Regions from separate parts of the Pan troglodytes genome. Here region 2 is linked to region 1. Evidence: chromatin contacts called from public Hi-C data. All regions are on one chromosome and are shown on one strand. The core of a region is the stretch at or near the end of the contact, and the rest is flanking DNA. Distances in the headings are between cores, read along the strand shown. Region 1 overlaps GLDC (glycine decarboxylase). Region 2 holds the start of UHRF2 (ubiquitin like with PHD and ring finger domains 2).

Region 1 (4,576 bases), core at 901-3,400:
GGATATATTTTGCTGGATTCCATTAGAATCTATTGTGTGGGAGCAGCTGCCTCAGACATCAGTGATGTGAAAAAATCTTCCCTGATTAGTGAATACTAAATCATTTTCTTCTCTAACTAAGAAAGTTGGCTTTAATTAAAAAAAATTTTTTTTTGAGAGGGAGTCTCGCTCTGTTGCCCAGGCTGGAGTGCAGTGGTGCGATCTCAGCTCACTGCAACCTCTGCCTCCTGGATTCAAGTGATTCTCCTGCCTCAGCCTCCCTCAGTAGCTGGGATTACAGGCGTGCACCACCATGCCTGGCTAATTTTTGTGTTTTTAGTAGAGACAGGGTTTTGCTATGTTGGCCAGGCTGGTCTTGAACTCCTGACCTTAGGTGATCTGCCTGCCTCAGCCTCCCAATGTGCTGGGATTACAGGCATGAGCCACCATGCCCAAGCTAATTAAAATTTCTGATCCAGAAGGATGCCAACATTTCCAGGCTAATAAGCTGTGTATTTCTACCAGCTCAGTGGCTGGAGGGCTTCCCTGCCTCTCCCTTTCCCCCTCTCCCTGAAGCGCAGCACCCAGCCCCTCTCCCTCCTGCAGAGTGAAATGGCCTCTCATGACACTTCAGTGACGGCAGGATGGGCAATGGGGCCAAGAGAAACATCACACACAGTGGGTGGAGAAGGGAAGGAGGACAGGAAAACACAAAGAGAGGGGACAGGAACCAGAAAGAATCCACGAGTCACGGAAGAACCCCGCCCAGGCCAAACCCAAAGGCCTTTCATTCTTTCTCCTCGGCCTTTCCAGTTTGGTCCCCAGCTGATGGACATTCACAGCTACTTCCTGGTGTCAGATTGGGGAATTTGGGAAATGGCGAGGGGTGGGAAGCATTACTGCGTGGAAAGAATCTGGATTTTAGCTGGCCCTTTGCCATTTGCTAGTCACCTGCTTTCTGCAAACACTGCTTTCTGCGGCCTCTCCGCCAAGCAGTGGAGGAGTGGGGTGGAGATGTCACACAGGACAGCCTGCCCCTTTCCAGCATCCCCAGGCTCCTGGGCACCTCGTGGGGAAAGATACTAATGAAGAGGAACTCCAGAGACGACCTCAGAACATGGAAGCCATGAGGGAAAAACAGACAGGAGAGAATCTGGCATTGTTTTACTGGCTGGACACCTGGAGCTCCAAAGTTTCCTTTCTGATTCTGTGAAAGTGCCAAGACTCTCAGGTCCCAAGAGCAATTATAGTTCTAAACTAATCATTCCTTAGAAAGCTGAGAATTCAGAACCACGAATGAACAAACTGTGGGGGAATTTCAGGGTCTGTGTCTGTCTGGTTGACCACTTCACTTCTCTCTGGACTGGCAAGCAGTCCTTGACCAGGGTTTAATCATTTATTCAATTCACGAATGGCCTGTTTTTCAAAGATCTTTAGACATGAATTCTAGGGCCAGGTGCAGAGGGTCATGCCTGTAATCCTGGTCTCCCTAGCACTTTGGGAGGCTTCCTTGAGCCCAGGAGTTCAAGGCTGCAGTGAGCTATGAAGAGAAAAAAAAAAAAAAAAGGGCCGGGCGCAGTGGCTCACACCTATAATCCCAGCACTTTGAGAGGTCGAGGGGCGGGTGGATCACCTGAGGTCAGGAGTTCGAGACTAGCCTGATCAACATGGTGAAACTCTGTTTCTACTAAAAATACAAAAATTAGCCGGGCGTGGTGGCGCATGCCTGTAATCCCAGCTACTCAGGAGGCTGAGGCACGAGAATCGCTTGAACCCAGGAGGCAGAGGTTGCAGTGAGCCGAGATTGGGCCATTGCACTCCAGCCTGGGGAACAGGGCGAGACTCCATCTCAAAAAAAAAAAAAAAATTCTATTCCCCAACCAAGATGAAAGCCTGGAAAGACACACCTGTGGAATCAGGATGACCTACGCAAGGGAAGGAGGGAAAAAAATGTTCCTTCGTTTCCCCTGTTATGAAAGGGAAGTGAAACACTTTCAGCTTTTTTTATTGCAAATTCCAGGCAACTAGCCATAAGTAACCTTCCAGTGGTAATAAAACCAGAAATGGACTAAGATCGGGCCACTACCACTCCACCCTACTTACTTAGCCAGCCAGCACCACCCTATCCCCTTTGTCTGCAACTCTCTGGTATCAGCAGATGCTTTTGCCCTGCTCTCGGCTCCTAGGCGATGCTCCTATTAAGGACTTCCGCTCCACAGCTCAGTACAAACTCTAGCATAGCACTGGCCATCAAAATGAAGGAACCAGGAACACAGGCCTCCTCTGGCACAAGCTGAGGCCTGAGTTAGGTCACTGCTACAGGCACTGCCCCTGGGGGGGGGCGAGTGGTGTCCATTAGTACCTGCTGGTCCCCACAGTGGTCCCCAAGAGGCGATTGGGATCCTGGAGACCAGGTTCTCATATCCAAAGCAAACAATGAAGCAGGACCGTGAACTCTGCTTTATGCCTTTTTTGGTGCTTGAAGTTGAGAATCATCTAATGGAGAATTTATTTATTCAACAAATATTTTTTGAGCATACTATGACCAGAACTGGGCTTCAGCACAACAGGGGTTACTGAAGAATTAAAGCATGGTCTCTGCCCTTCATCCAGGCCCAGGGCCGGGGCTGAGCCAAGGAGAGGATGCTTGCAATGGCAACATTCCTGCCCTCTTCCTCCCTCTGCTCCCTAGAGAGCAGTTCCACAGCCAACTGGCTGACGTTTGCATTCTGGGTTTGAGCAAGTCTTTTATCTCTGAATGTTTTTCCTCAAAATGGTCAAGTGGGATGTCTTGGAAGCAAGGATCATAATGGCTAGTTCACAGAAATTTGTTTCTTGACTATATGTTCCCTCATCTGCTTCCAAGAAGGCTTGGAGGGAGTGTCCCACAGAAGGGACCCTGAGAGCCAGGACCTCTGTGCCCCATGGTGAGCAAGCGCCACCTCCTGCCATACTCACCGTTCTGTGCCCCTCTCCTTTCTGGTTTAAGTAGGCTCGGATAGTGGCCAGTCCAGCATATTCTCCCTGGGCTCCGCTTGCAAAGACAAGAAGAAAAGGATCACGGTTAGGTCTTCTGGCTTTCATTTACTCATTCAATATTTATTGGGCCCTGGCCAGGGGTTCACCAGCACGTGACACATAGTCACTGTCCAGATGCTGAGAGAAGCTCATCAAGGAGCTCCGCTGGAGTCAAAAGGTCTTGAACAATCAAAACAATCAAAGCAACAGCATCCAGTTTGTGCACTACAGCTCAACCACTCCTACCCAAAGACGGAGCTTTCTATACACTTGCTCAGGACCACGCATTGAAAATAGCCTTTTGTTATTATGAAAAATTTCAAAACTATACCAAAATACAGTGAAGAACAAAAGGAACTACCACGTGTGTGTCAGCCAGCTGTAACAACATGGTTTACGGTCAATCTTATTTCCTATTATATTTCTCACTAACCACTTTCATGCTGAACTATATATTTTGAAGCAAACTTCAAACATCCTATCATCAGTTCAAATGTCAATATGCAGCCTTCAGAGATAAGTATTGTTTTTAAAAATATAACTACAGGCCGGGTGCAATGGCTCATGCCTGTAATCCTAGCACTTTGGGAGGCCGATGTGGGCAGATCATCCGAGCTCAGAAGTTCGAGATCAGCCTGGGCAACATGGCGGAACAGTGTCTCCACTAAAAGTACAAAAACTTAGCCTGTGATAACATGCATCTGTAGTACCAGCTACTGGGCAGGCTGACATGGAAGGATCACTTGAGTCTGTGAGGCGGAGACTGCAGTAAGCCGAGATGGTGCCACTGCACTCCAACCTGGGTGACAGAGTGAGATCCCGTCTCAAAAAATAAATAAATAACTACAAACACAATTGTCACACCTAGAACAATGAACTTCAGTTTTTTCCTTTTTTTCCCCTTTTCTTTCCCCCTTTAAATGGGTAATGTGTCAACATCTTAACAAGGTTTAAGGAAGGCACACCTATGAGGTGAAAACAAATCATCACTCTATAATTTCTTAGTATCACCAAATATCGAGTCAAGGGCCTGATCAGCCCCAAAAGAATGAGGCACTTTTAATGTGACACCATTCCTGGCAGTCTCAGGTTCGGCTCTCCCAGGCCCCGGATGCAGATGGCTGTTAGGGGCTGGCCATCCTCATCTCAACGGTCCTGGAAGGCGCCACTTTCAGGGTATATGCAATGACTAACATTCCGGTGAGCAATGCTGACTCAATCGTAGACTGTTCTTTCATGTTCCCAGTACCCCGTGCAGGAAGGGAAGGGAAATGAGTAATAGATGTATCAGTCCCATTCAAAATGTGTATGTCTGCAGAAGCTGAAGGCAAAAATTAAATACTAAAAAAAAAACAAAAATTTAAACTTTAAACAAATGAAAATTTAAAAATAAAATAACTTTTTTTAATGTTACCCACAGAAAATAGGTAAGAATTTCAAAAAATGTGTATGTTCTCCATGCCATCACCCCCACTTTGCACACAAAGAAACTGAGGTCTGAGTGCTACATGCCAAATGGCCAACAGTGACAGATGAAGACTTGGGTGTGGAGTCAGCCTGCCTCCCAGAGCTATGGGCT
Region 2 (4,090 bases), core at 1,137-3,636, 150 kb before region 1:
ATTTGTACAAGATCACATTTTTAAGCAAGCAGTAAAACTGGGATTATAATTCCAGTCTATCTCAATCCATGAACTGAACATTTAAATGCTGCCTCCTACTACAATGTATCACATAACTCGTGTCAAGTTATACAGTTATCTTTAAGCTTCCAGATCATTCTAGTTCCCCTTTTCTTAATCATTCTAGTTCTCCTCTCATCTCTAATCATGGTTTGCGCCAACATCAGTGTTTAGTACTAAGTTATTCTTTAATATTTTATTTTTGTTAAATCTTATCTCAACTAGATTGTAATTTGTTTTGTGAGAGGTAACTAAAAAAAAATCCTAACGTAACTCCACAAAGCCATAGAATAACGTTATAATAGTAAATAGCATAACCTTATAATAAATAGCTTCGCCTTATTGAGGTAGGTAGTAAGTGTGCTTTAGGTAGATTTGGTTGTTGCAAATGTAATTGTGCTTTTTGCCATCGAAAGTAATGGCAAAACCTCAATGACTTTTGCACCAACCTAAATATCATCTCATTTACATATGTAATAAATACTCAATATTTGCTTTAATTAAAGTAGGGGTAGACAAGTGAATTATATTTAGAGGTTCTAGGTGACTGAAATTTTCACAAGGGCAGAAACCCAAAATATGTATGTGCAGTTAACTTTTTCTGTCTCTCCTGTGTTGGGCCATCTTTTTTTTCTCTTTTTTTTTTGAGATGGAGTCTCACTCTATCGCCCAGGCTGTAGTGCAGTGGCGTGATCTCAGCTCACTGCAGCCTCCGCCTCCCGGGTTCAAGCAATTCTCCTGCCTCAGCCTCCCGAGTAGCTGGGACTACAGGCAACTGCCACCATGCTCAGCTAGTTTTTAAATATTTTTAGTAGAGATGGGGTTTCACCATGTTGGCCAGGCTGGTCTGGAACTCCCGACCTCAAGTGATCCGCCTACCTCGGCCTCCTAAAGCGCTGAGATTACAGGCCTGAGCCACTGCGCCCGGCCTTTCTCTTCTTTTTCATGATATACTACTGGATTTGTCTGTGCTTGTAATTATTTTAGCTGTTTATTACAAAAAAATGGTACTGTACCTTTATGGGAATAATTAGCACCTATCTGAATATTTAAGTTGCCGATTTTGGCAAATATGAAGTCCAAGTTGTCTTGTTTTGTTTACCTTTATATCCTCTCTCCCTTCTTGAGAAGACATATTTTCATTTAAAATAAACCCACTTGGCCGGACGCAGTGGCTCACGCCTGTAATCCCAGCACTTTGGAAGGCCGAGGCGGGTGGATCACGAGGTCAGGAGATCGAGACTATTAGCCGGGCGCGGTGGCGGGCGCCTGTAGTCCCAGCTACCCCAGGGAGGCTGAGGCAGGAGAATGGCGTGAACCCGGGAGGCGGAGCTTGCAGTGAGCCGAGATCGCGCCACTGCACTCCAGCCTGGGCGACAGAGAGAGATTCCGTCTCTAAATACATACATACATACATACATACATAATAAATAAAATAAAATAAACCCACTCACCCCCACCCCGACTCCCCAGCTGTAGCAGGGAAGGATTAAGAAGGCGGGGTGGGGGGATGGGGGAAGCCCTGTTAGGTAGTGCTGCGTTGGGCCCACTTCTGAGGGTTTAATCCTAGTAGGGTCTTTGGAGTTCTTTCTTCGGAGGCGCGTAGCTCTGCATTATTTAAAACTGTTTCCCGCAAACCCGCAATCCCTTAGGCCAAAGGCACCCCTAACGCGGAAGGTCTACGAACGGAAATGTCCGGAGTTAGAGAGCGGCCTTTCGGGCAGCTGCCCCGGCTTCTCCAAGGCCGGAGGGCCGGCTGGGAGCGCTGCAAGCCAGAGAGGGCGATCCCAGCGGGACCCGCGGCCTGAGGATAGGCCTGGAGCTGCCGCCTCCGCCAGGCGACGGGGAAACCCTCGGAAGTGGGTTTCCGCGCGAAAGTAGCATTGCGGCCAGGCGGGAAACGTGTTCGCGAAGCAGGAGGGCCCCCGGGGCCTTTCCCGGGCGACCCGACCCGCCAGGCCGCGTGGCGGGAGCTTTCCTGTTGAGCGCGGTGGAGCGCACACATTTCCTTCAGTTCTTTCTCAGAAGTTTAGGCCGCACCCGCCCGCGCCCCCTTTCCACGATTATACAAGTGCACGCCAGGGTTTCTTATTTTTGGTGTGTTTTTGAGACCAAAGAACCATATCCGCTAAGCCTGAGGAGGCACCCGCCCCCTCAGCTCTGAAACGAGGCCTCAAAACGGCAACCGATGTGGGTAGCCGCGCAATCTTCCGAAACCCAAAGGCTAGAGGGCGTGCCCAGTGGCCAGGTGCAGGCGGTGGGGCACCTAACGGCTTTGGGTAGCCCCGCCCCTCCGACCCGCCCTCTCCGCGCCTGCCCATTTTCGTTCCCTCGGGTCTGTAACCGTCTCCCGGGCCGCTTCCTCTTTAAGGCGGAGCCCGGCGTGGATCTCGCGAGATCCGGCTTGGCGCCGTGACCTCCATGTGGGAGCTCCAGCTCTATAAGTAAACACTCTGCGCGGCGCAGACATGGCCTCTTCCTATCTTTGAGGCGGTGTCTGCGGCAGCGCCTCAGAGTGGTTCAGGTCGTCTCTCCTCAAGTCGGCTAGTCGGGCGCGCGGGCTGAGAGTCGTCGCCGCCTGTCGGGCCCGGCGTCCGGTCGGTCCAGTGGGCGCGCTCGCCCGCCTGCCGCTGAGGGCCCGAGCCGCAGGGAAAGCGGCGCGGGCCGGGCGGGGCGCGGCGCCCAGAGCTCAGGGGGAGACAAAGGGGACCGGTTCCTCTCTAGGCGCCAAGATGTGGATACAGGTTCGCACCATTGATGGCTCCAAGACGTGCACCATTGAGGACGTGTCTCGCAAAGCCACGATTGAGGAGCTGCGCGAGCGGGTGTGGGCGCTGTTCGACGTGCGGCCCGAATGCCAGCGCCTCTTCTACCGGGGCAAGCAGGTGAGGCGCGCCCGCCGCGCCCCTAGCGAGGCTGGGGGCCGGAACAGCTGGGCTCCTCTGGACGCACCGGTCCGAGGGCTCTGTGCGCCGCGCGCGCAGGGCTCACCTGGCTCCGCTGCGGGTGGGCAGCCCCCGCGAGGCGCGGGGTGCGGGGCCCAGTCCCGCCGAATGGTGGGGAGTGGGTCCCTGCCAGCCCCAACTGGAGGTGCGCCGCGCGGGGTCAGAAGTGAGGGCGTCCGGAGCGCAAATATCTCGCCGTTTGTATTTGGTAGGACAGCGGCCGTAGGCACTGGGTGCCCAGGTCCCTCGCTTCCCGCGCTCGGCGGGGCCTGGGGCCCCCAGAGGGCGGGGAGGGCAGAGGGCTCTGGCGGCCATGCCACCGCGCGGGAGACCCGGAGAGCTGGCTCACCCGGCTGAGCGTCCGCCTGGCTTCCGCGGCTCTTCCGCGTCTTCGGCTCTCAAACAGGGGAAACTCGGGCATTGAGTTCTCAAGAATAAGAACCCTAGCTCTGCTTCCTGACTGGGGTACGATTCGCGCAAACTGAAGATTCGAAGGGTTTCCAGAACTTCTGGTCCCTCTCCCTCGCCGCCTTTCCTAGGTTTGGAATGTCTCGAGGGAGGTTAGAGACCTGGGCATGAAGAAACTGTCGGTTTAACCGGGGGCCGGGTTTACGAATGCCCTGTATAAGCCAAGAGTTTTATTCCCGAAGTGAAAAGGAGTATAAGACTGTTTTGCTTTTCTTACTTCTCGCCTTCTAATACTCATCTCGTTCACGCTTTAAGCATAGCACTGCAGCATAGCCAGCGGTGCATACTTGAAGGCTGTCTGTGGGCATCTCTGGTATTTTTATGGTCTGGCCAGTCTAAGTTTTTTTCCTATTCCACAAGTCTCTTATAATCTATATCCCTAGCCACTCAGACCCATCGTATTTTTCTTTGTCTTCATGTTGTTGTTAATACACTAAAAAGTTGGCATCCTGAGTTGATAGACCACAGTTTGGCTCCAATCCTGTGGTTTTAAATAAGTGTAGCTCTTTGATTTGGTAGAAGTAGCCTACAGTTGCAAACTACTTAAAAGGAATATTTTCCTCCCCTTCACAGGCTTAGTTTTCGAAGACTGTCCAGAAATTTCATAGTAACAAATT

The links. A called contact is a pair of places that touch in the nucleus more often than the background predicts.
Region 2: a contact with region 1 is called in a Hi-C map of stem cell-derived neural progenitor cells, with 2.6 times the contacts expected there. The contact joins the promoter of UHRF2 here to the enhancer-like site in region 1. A contact is called at or near these places in 1 of 7 Hi-C or Micro-C datasets (stem cell-derived neural progenitor cells) and 1 of 1 datasets of contacts at active chromatin or transcription factors (stem cell-derived excitatory neurons).

What each region holds. Positions count from the first base shown.
Region 1 is chr11:109,369,410-109,373,985 of NHGRI_mPanTro3-v2.0_pri, reverse strand. GLDC (glycine decarboxylase) reads right to left here. Exons shown (of 26, transcript XR_010148783.1): 16 at 2,938-3,013. Among named protein-coding and RNA genes, the nearest start is that of GLDC, 76 kb to the right of the region's middle. Within about 2 kb of position 2,150, at least 6 of the 24 cell types and tissues checked have an H3K27ac peak or open chromatin away from gene starts, as enhancers often do. A contact at or near this core is called in stem cell-derived neural progenitor cells, where this site is marked.
Region 2 is chr11:109,521,047-109,525,136 of NHGRI_mPanTro3-v2.0_pri, reverse strand. It overlaps UHRF2 (ubiquitin like with PHD and ring finger domains 2), which reads left to right and starts at 2,386. Exons shown (of 16, transcript XM_001142916.8): 1 at 2,386-2,945. The coding sequence starts at 2,793.